Regions from separate parts of the Capra hircus genome. Here region 1 is linked to region 2. The links are chromatin contacts, called in public Hi-C maps. All regions are on one chromosome and are shown on one strand. Each heading gives the region's core, a stretch centred on a gene start, on an enhancer-like site or on the middle of the called end of the contact. The rest is flanking DNA. Distances are from core to core; before and after follow the strand shown.

Region 1 (4,625 bases), core at 638-3,137, 180 kb after region 2:
GTTCCACTTCATGGTGAACACATAGAAGGCATAAGCCAGCAGCAGCAGCACGCTCTCCCACCACGCAATAAGGCTATCCAGGAAGAAGAGGATGAGCATCATTAGGTCAAAGATGTAGAAGGTGATGTCACGGAACAAGGGCCACCAGGTGAGGTTGAGGATCTCCCGGGAGAAGAGGGCACAAGTGCCAATGACAAAGAGGATGTTGAACACCGCAGAGCCCACTATGGTGCCGATGCCCACGTTGCTATGGGAGATGAAGACGCCGATGAGGGAGGTGAAGAGCTCAGGGGCAGAGCCTCCAGCAGCCATGAATGTAGCGCCTGCCACATCCTCAGAGATCTGCAGCTTGTCTGTGATGACGCCCAGGGCAGGGACAAAGTACTCGTCACAAACGATGGCCAAGGCTACAAACACATACATCATGCCAAAGATGTGCAGGACCACCCAGCCCTGCCTCCGCTCCTCCACACTGAACAGGTCTCGGGGGTACTCTGCCTTGGGGTGCAGGTCTGGCTGTCCTGAGGGACTAGGAATCTCTGGGATCGCAGCTGTTGTCCAACTAGGGGAGGGGGCAGTGGGTGCAACTGGGGCTGGCTCCACCACCAGGCAGTGGCGGACCTGAACGGTCGGATTTGCCCTGACTCTGGGAGTTGCTGGGGTGCTGGGTGCTTTGGAAGGGTTCTTCAAAAGCCCCCTGAAGGTGGTTGAGGATATTCTGATGGTCGGTGCACTGGTTCTGGACAAGGGATTCCTGACTTTCCAAGCATCAGTAGAAGCTTTGGTTTCTGCTGGGCTGCTGCGTGTCATGGTGCTTATTGTCACTTGCCCCTCAGAGATGGCCGCAGTGTGCTCCAGGACCATTCCTTGGGGTGTTGTCAGATTGTTTTTCCCCACCAACTCCTGGTGGTTGGTTGAGATATTACTGTCCACTCTTCTAGGGGTAGTTAGGGTCTTCTTTTCTACCACATTTCTTGGAGAAGTCAAGGTGTCTGTTTCTAAGTCACTTAACAGGAAGGTTGGGGTGTTACTTATTTCCTTGAGAGGAGCTGGGGTGGTTTTCTCCACTAGGCTCTTGGAGGGGTTGGTCGCCAGCGTTTTCTTGGTTGCCATAATTTCACTGTCTTTCACTGTTGTTCTGGGGGTGATCCCATAGCTCCTTGGCATTGTCACGAGTGTAGATGGGGCATAACTGTTTCCCATTCTACCAAGTGGGGATGGGGAGTATTTCTCCACCTTTCCCCTGGATTGAGTTGGGCGGGAGCTCTTTACTTCTCCCCTGGGTGTCACGGGGGTATAACTATTTACCATTGGTCTGCTTTGAGTGTAGTGATTCAGTTCTCCGCTGGGTGTGGCTGAGGTGTCTTCCTTAACTTTTCCTGTGCCTTTTGGTGTTGGGCTGTAGTTATTCTTGGGTATCGTTGGAGTGATGCTGGCTGTTCTTCTAGGCGTACTGGGGGTGTTCTTCATTGCTATGCCAGGTGTTGTTCCATCTCTGCCTGCTGTGGCTTCAGGTGCCCATGCCTCAACCTCCATTTCAGAGCTAGATTTTGAAGTCTCACTGCTCACCGTCATCATCTCCTTGTTGGAAAGGTCCCGGCTGGCTACTTTTACAGGGTGTTGGGAAGAGACTGCTGCCCACAGTGTGGGGAGGCCCTGTGGGCTCGTCAGGTACTGGTAGGTGGAACCTATGATCAACATTCCCAATAGGAAGAGGGGGCGGCTCCAATGAAGCCGCTTTGGCCAGAGTGACCGCCTTTCCTGTGCCCCCATCCTGATCAATTTCCCCATGATGGCCAGTTATGCCTGGCTATAAAAGGCCTCTCATTTTGTCCACAGAAAAATGGGGGATGCTCTGGGATTCAGATTAGAAAGCAGTGAAGATTCCTCCATGAAGTCCAGCCAGGGGGTAGCCACAAACCTAGAAAGAAAAAGAAAAGACAAGGTTATTTGTTCCTAAAAGGACAGCTGGGATCCACCAAACCCTCATCTGGAAGAGTGACTATTCACACAGGAGCCTTTGTTGAGAAGGTAACTGTTTCTGCAGGGAAAAAAAAAAAAACTATCCTTTGTTCCAGGAGACAATGCTTCCTCATGGGAAAAAGAGCATCTCGAGGTCCTCCTTGCTGTGTAGGCATGCCAGCAGCCCAGGTTCCTAAGCTGGGTCTACCCAGCCCTCCTTGGGATCCTTGCAAAAGGTCTGCTCACAATCCTCAGGTCCAGCCAGAGTTGCTGAGAGCTCACTCATCTGTAGCTGGTGCCCCAGGCCACAGATCTTAACTTATCAAAGGCAAAAAGGAAGTAAGGAGACATGATTTCAAGCTTTAGACAGAAAGAGGCAGTAATGGAAAGCAGTTCCAGAGACATAGAGGCTCTATGTGTTTTTACTGGACTGACTTAAAATGATTCCACCATCATTCAGAGGGGACAAAAGCCTAAAAGTCAATGTCATAAAGCTTCCCAGACAGCATGGTATCATGGGAGGAATACGGGGAATAGAGTCAAAGGTTGGGTTCCCAGACCTGCTGCTTACTAGCTGTGTCACCCTGGACAGGCTGAACCTCAGCACCTCATCTGTAAAATGGGCATGCTAACATATACTTTGATTATGCAAAGATTATCTCTGAAAGGACATCTGGAAAAGAGAAACTAAGGATCCAGGATGAGAGGGAGACTTACTTTTCAGTAAAGTCTATTGTTTAGTCTGTTTAACCTTTTTATCATGTGTGTGTTATAACTTTTTAAATTTAATTTCATAGAAATAATAATAGTAATAACAATACCTATATAGGTAAATAGCAATAACAATACCTATGTCACAGGAATGTTGGGACAGCAAAAACACATAAGGTTTATGAAAAGCATTGTACAGAATCGATGCCCCATATGGATTAAATTTATATAAGGACTCAGAAGGGAAGAATATTTAAGGCCCAGTCCAAGTAAATATTAAATCTCTAATCAATGTCCACAATTACAAAACAATAACTAGAAATGATCAGTTTTGTATATGAAGCAATATATTAGAAATGAAATGAATAACACATAGAATCTTAGGTCATTAAAGGTGGAATGAATTACACTGTTTAACACAACGCCCCATTTGAGGCATGAAGACACTGAGGTCCAGAGAGATGCGACTTGCTCAATATCACATAGCTAGTTAGCAGCAGTGCAGATGAGCTTCCTAAGGAACCAGTCTTTCTGGACATACCGCTCTAATTAGCAATGCAAATACAGCTGTCTTAAAAAGCAAAAGGAGACTTATGGAATAAATGAACTTCCTTCTTTGTCCTTGATTCCTATAATTGTCTTTCCACCATCTCCCTGTCCACCCTATCCTTTGCCATATATTCAACACTCTGAATCTGCTAAAGAAACTTTGGAGAGTATCTCTTTCTGATGTTACATAACAGAGATGAGCTGACACCCCAGCTGGTCCCTCCTACATAATCACATCATTTACCTTCAAACCTGGACATCTGGGTGTCTTCTCAGTTCTGGAAACTTGTCAGAATCAGGGTCTCAAAGAGTGGGTCTGAAGCTGTACAGCAGAAAACACCCCATTCTCCTGTCTCCTGACCCTATCGAATCCTAATTCAAGGCAGGGTCAGGTGTGAAGGGCGTCTCAGGGGAAGGATATCCAATCCCAGCTAATACCCGCTTCTAAGAAGCTTATCAGGGCATTGTACAAGTTCTCAGTCCCACTGCCTCTACCAGAGCCTGAGAGAGTAGACCTTCCACCAGAGACTTAGGTGGGTTCTCTGTGGGCCCCTGCATTCAAGTGGGAAATGGTGGGAACTTCTCAAACTTATTTCTAAGCTCTGAGAATGAGCAGGTATCCACGGTTCCCATGCTCAGGGGGAAGATAGATTTGAAAAGATTTAGAAGGCACTCTGGGAACCAAGTGAAAATATCTGAGGCTTAAAAGATCAGACGACCTCAGTTAGCACCAGGCTCTGTTTGCTACTGTATGATTCTAAATGTAATTTAAATGTAAATACAGAGATAATAACACCTGTCATACCTATCTGTAGGGTGGATGTGAAAATCAAAGTTAAAAATAAGAGAATACCCAGTCAATTTTGCTGTGAATCTAAAACTGCTTTAAGAAATAAAATCTGTTTTTAAAAGTCAGGGAATGTGGAGGAAATACTTTATAAACTTAAAGCATTTCACACATAAAACTATCTTATCAGTTCTAAGGGAAATTCTTAGAGGAGAGGGCACTGACAGATCACCCCAGTGCAGGCTGGCACATATTGTCAACTGAAAAAAAATGCACAACCTTAAAGTGGAAAAGTAGTACTTCCCTGGAGGTCCGGTGGTTAAGAATCTGCCTGCCAATGCATGGAACACAGGTTCGATCCCTAGTACTGGAAGATCCCACGTGCCAAGGGGCAACTAAGCCTAAGTACCACAAACCACTGAGCCCAGGTGCCTAGAGCTTACGCTTCTCAACAAGAGAAGCCAGCACAGTGAGAAGCCTGCGGACCACAACCAGAGAGTAGACTTCGCTTGCTGCAATAAGAGAAAGCCTGCACACAGCAACGAATACCCAATACAGCCATCAATAAATAAATAAATAATTTTTAAGTGGAGAATTAGGTTTTATTTGGGCTGAG
Region 2 (4,300 bases), core at 382-2,881:
AAGATCCCACATGCCTTGGAGCCACTAAGCCCATGTGCCCCAACTACTGAGCCTGTGCCCCAGAGTCTGGGAGCCGCAACTACTGAGCCCGCACACCTAGAGCCTGCGCCTTGCAACAAAAGAAGGCACCGCGACGAGAAGCCCGCACACCACAACTAGAGAGTCATCCCTGCCTCCCGAAACTAGAGACAAAGCCCACGCAGCAGGAAGACCCAGCACAGCCAAAAATAAATAAATAAGTACAAGTATTTTCTCAAAAGGTTAAAAAAAGCAAAAGACTGTGGGCTCAAGTCCCAACCTGAGTTACAAGCTTTCGGTTAAACACGTGAAATGCTTACCTTTACCTGATTCTGCCCCTCTTTTATCTCCACTGTCTAGTTCGGAGTAGTCTCTACAGTCCCCTCTTCAGGCCAAGTACCCAGAGGGCATGCCCAGGGCTGGTCTGCCAGCTCTGCAAGGTACCCAGCACACAGGGCAGACACCCGGATTGTGATGACAAAGACGGATGCCTGACACTTTGTCCAAGCCCAGGAGACACCAGCTCTGAAGCAATCTGCAGTGACAGCACCAGGGTGGGAAGTGAACAGCCTGTTTCTGCAAATTTCCTGTATTTTTGCCAGCTATGTCAGAATCTGACAGAAGCAGAAAGGATTAAGGGAGAAAGTCAGAAGTGAAGTGAGGGGAAGACAGTAGTGGTGCTAAATATACCAAAAACTTGGTAATCAAATGGCCTTTTTCTAGTTCTTCCAGGCATTGAAGTTCATCCTCCAAAACCATGAAGGAGAGAGACTTCATGTGCCATTTCTATAATGGGAATAATGTAATCGTCACTCGCCCTCTTAAAACACCCACCAAACATGAATTTATACAATTCTGGATCAACTTCTGTGTTAAAACCACATCCTTCTGATGATTAAGACTCTAGAATAAGCCTTGACATAAGATGTTGTTTTTTTTTTTTTTTAAGGAGAAGATAAAGGCCATTAGTGACCATTCTCCTCTCCTACTCTTATCGACCCCTATTCCTTTGTTCTTGAGCTATACTGGGGATTTGGAAGCCCCAACCTTGGTACTCACCCCTCCCCAGCAGTTCTTTATACCCATGGGAGAGTTATTTGAGGACCAGCAAAGCTTTTGGCACTCTTTAGCTTTCTCTATCTCTTTTATACTTTAATAAATCTTTATTACACAAAAGCTCTGGGCGATCAAGCCTCATCACTGGCCCCAGATTGAATTTCTCTCCTCCAGAGGCCAAGAACCTCCGTCTTTCATGGCTCAACAACAACCTTTCACTATAAATTATCCACCCCATCTAAATGTAACAGTTACCCACACATTGCTTTGCTGACTATGTTTCTCCAGTTCTTCCTGTAACTTAGGAAGTAACATCTTCAGAACATTATAAAACACTCCTTAGATAATTTAGAAGCCCTCTTTCAAGGCCCCGCCTCACTTGTATATTTTTTTTAAATACTGCCTCTGGATTCTTGGTCTTGAATTTGAAACTTTTACAGCTGCTTCAGCACTTCCGTCCCTGAGAGAGCCTGTGGCCTTGCTCCAAACAACACTGCATGTCTTCCTCTAAGTATCTGGGTTTGTTTTGGTTTTCTACAACTGAGCTGTTGCTCTCTGAATGGCTGGAGCCAAAGCCTGCTGGGAAAAAAACAGGAATGGGCCCCTGCAGCTCCATACGCAGAGCCAAGGAGCTTGGAAACTTCTGGGAGGAGCAGCTGGGTGAAAAGAGGCAGGCCTCTATGGGATTCCAGATCACATCCTACTGGGACACAAATGACCCTGGAGGGCTGTGCTTATAGTTTCTCAAGGGCCTGGCACTTAGCTCTGCTGTCCCAGTGACTCACATGATAATTTTCCAGGCCTTCAAACTGGGTCAACAGGCTTTGTTTCTTCAGAGAGCTCCCCTGGGATGCACTGGAAGAAAAGAGACTGAAGCAGACGGAATGGGGATGTTTGGCCAGGTGATTCTTTCTGCTGACTTTCAGCCGGAGGAAATATTACCAGTATTCAGGCCAAAAGTTTGGAGAACTGAAAGCTGCCAAGCATCTGGACTGGATCAACATGCACAAGAGTTATTAGTTAAGAGTTAACCTCACTGCTAATAGTGGGTTTTGTCATTCAGGAACAAAAAAGATACCGTGTGTCTGTGTCTGTGTCTGTGTCTGTGTGTGTGAGTGTGCTCAATCAGTCGTGTCCAACTCTTTGCAACCCTATGGGCTATAGCCTGCCAGACTCCTCTGTTCATGGGATTCTCCAGGCAAGAATACTAGAGTGGGTTGCCACTCCAGATCCTCCTCCGGTGGATCTCCCTGACTCAGAGATCAAACCAGCGTCTCAGGCAGATTCTTTAGCACTGAGCCACCTGGGGAGCCCCCAGGTAACTTGGGAAGACCCTAAATCAAAATGTTCACTTCTCACAGATAAGAAAGACAGCAAGCTTGTGCTATGAATCATAGAAGCTTCCTTTAACTGTGTGACCTAATCCGCTTATTTATTAAGCAGTGGAATCATCCTGGGGCAGTATTTCTCAGATTTGAGAAATCACAGACCCCAAGAACACATCTGAAGAAATTTTATAACTTAGAATTAACAGTTTCTCATCTGCCTGCAGTGCAGGAGATCTGGGTTTGATCCCTGGGGTCAGGGAAGACCCCCTGGAGGGCGAAATGGCTACCCACTCCAGTATTCTTGTCTGGAGAATCCCATGGATGGAGGAGCCCGGGGGACTACAATCTGTGGGGTCACAAAGAATCAGACATGACTGAGTGACTCAGCATGCATGCATAGAAGCATTATTCACAATGGCCAGAAAGCGGGAACAAACTGAAACTAAGCAAGACACTGTGGGGCTCTCCTGGGTACAAACCCTTCACGTTTCTTGTTTGTAGGATATAGGCTTCATTCAGTGCCCTAGACCTTTGGTGAGTTCCAAAGGGATGATTCAAACGGTTGCTAATCAGGGAGGAGAGGGAACAGAGAAACAGGGCAGGAGCAGTCAAGAAACAAAAATGCAGGGACTTCCCTGGATGCCCAGTGGTTAGGTCTGCCTGCTTCCGCTGCAGGCAGCACGGTTCCATCCCTGCTCAGGGAATTAAGATCCTGCATGCCCGTGGCATGACAAAACAAACTAACCAACAAAAAACAACAGCGCAGGGGTAAGGTCCTTGTCCTTTTGAAGAAACATATAACAACATCTCTGAGTTCTCCTGCAGGAACCCAGGTGGAAGAGGGTATCTTTAGGTTGAGCACAAGATTCCTAGAACAACCACCTTGTTACTTCACCACCAACCAACCAGAAGAAAGTCACACAACTTTCTTTGAGAAGAACCCTCATCCCAAATTTTGCCCACTGGGGAGTTCAGGTTTTCTGAGTACAAGCTGCCCATTCTCCTGCTTGGCCCTGTAATAAGCTGCCTTTCTCTGCTCTAAACCCCGATGTTTTGCTAGTCTAAGAGTTAAATTTACATGAGACAGATTAACAGGAGAAAATCATGTAAAATTTACTTACACAAATATGTGGGTGGCACCCAGGAAAATTGAATAACTCACCAAAATGGCCTCATTTTAAATAACTTCTTTAACTAAAGACAAAAGATGTTTAGGGTAGGGAGAGTCAGTTTTGAAAGGTTAACAGGAAACGCACAGTAAAGTGGTGCAGATTTAAGTTGCCTTCCCACCATGGTTTCTAGAGTTTGGGGTTCTTCCACAGAGAAGGGGGAGATTTCCCTTACAAATGTAAATATTTCTCCCAAAAAGGCAACTTCTACTTGGTTTTCAGAGCCCTTCCCTGGCTAGGGAACTGACACCCTGCAAGCTGTGTGGTATGACAGAAAAAAAAGAACCAGAGAAACTCACCAAGAAATGACCTGAGGCCAGATGAAAGGAGTACAGGCCCTGCACACACCCAAATCTAATCAGCAACCCTGCCCTTGAATCATTGCTATAAAATTCCTCACCAAATCCTTCCTGGTTGGGACACACAGTTTCTGAGGCATAAGCCCACTGTTATCCCCACTTTGGCAAAGCAAAGCTACTATTTTCTTCTTCAACCACATCTCTGTCTCTGAGATTCGATTCACCACCGGTGCATAGAGGTTGAGCTTTTGGCATCAGTACCAATTAATCTAACGTGGAAAATTCTCTAAGAACATCTCCTGCTGGGGCCTCACTTGGGTCATGGATTGACCACCCCTGATCTAAACACTATGACCTTCCAAAAGTGTCTGAAGCAATGGAATAAAGATGGATGCTGCTAACTGAAGTCAGAGGGGGAAGAGCAACAAGA

The links. Hi-C and Micro-C count contacts between places; a contact is called where the count stands out from the background.
Region 1: a Hi-C map of liver shows a contact between it and region 2, with 3 times the contacts expected there. The contact joins the promoter of SLC24A1 here to the enhancer-like site in region 2. A contact is called at or near these places in 4 of 5 Hi-C or Micro-C datasets (blood and liver).

The regions. Positions count from the first base shown.
Region 1 is chr10:88,738,531-88,743,155 of ARS1.2, forward strand. SLC24A1 (sodium/potassium/calcium exchanger 1) reads right to left here and starts at 1,888. Exons shown (of 9, transcript XM_018053643.1): 1 at 1-1,888. The coding sequence starts at 1,791.
Region 2 is chr10:88,559,815-88,564,114 of ARS1.2, forward strand. No RefSeq gene overlaps it. Among named protein-coding and RNA genes, the nearest start is that of TRNAQ-CUG, 35 kb to the left of the region's middle. Within about 2 kb of position 1,632, at least 4 of the 5 cell types and tissues checked have an H3K27ac peak or open chromatin away from gene starts, as enhancers often do.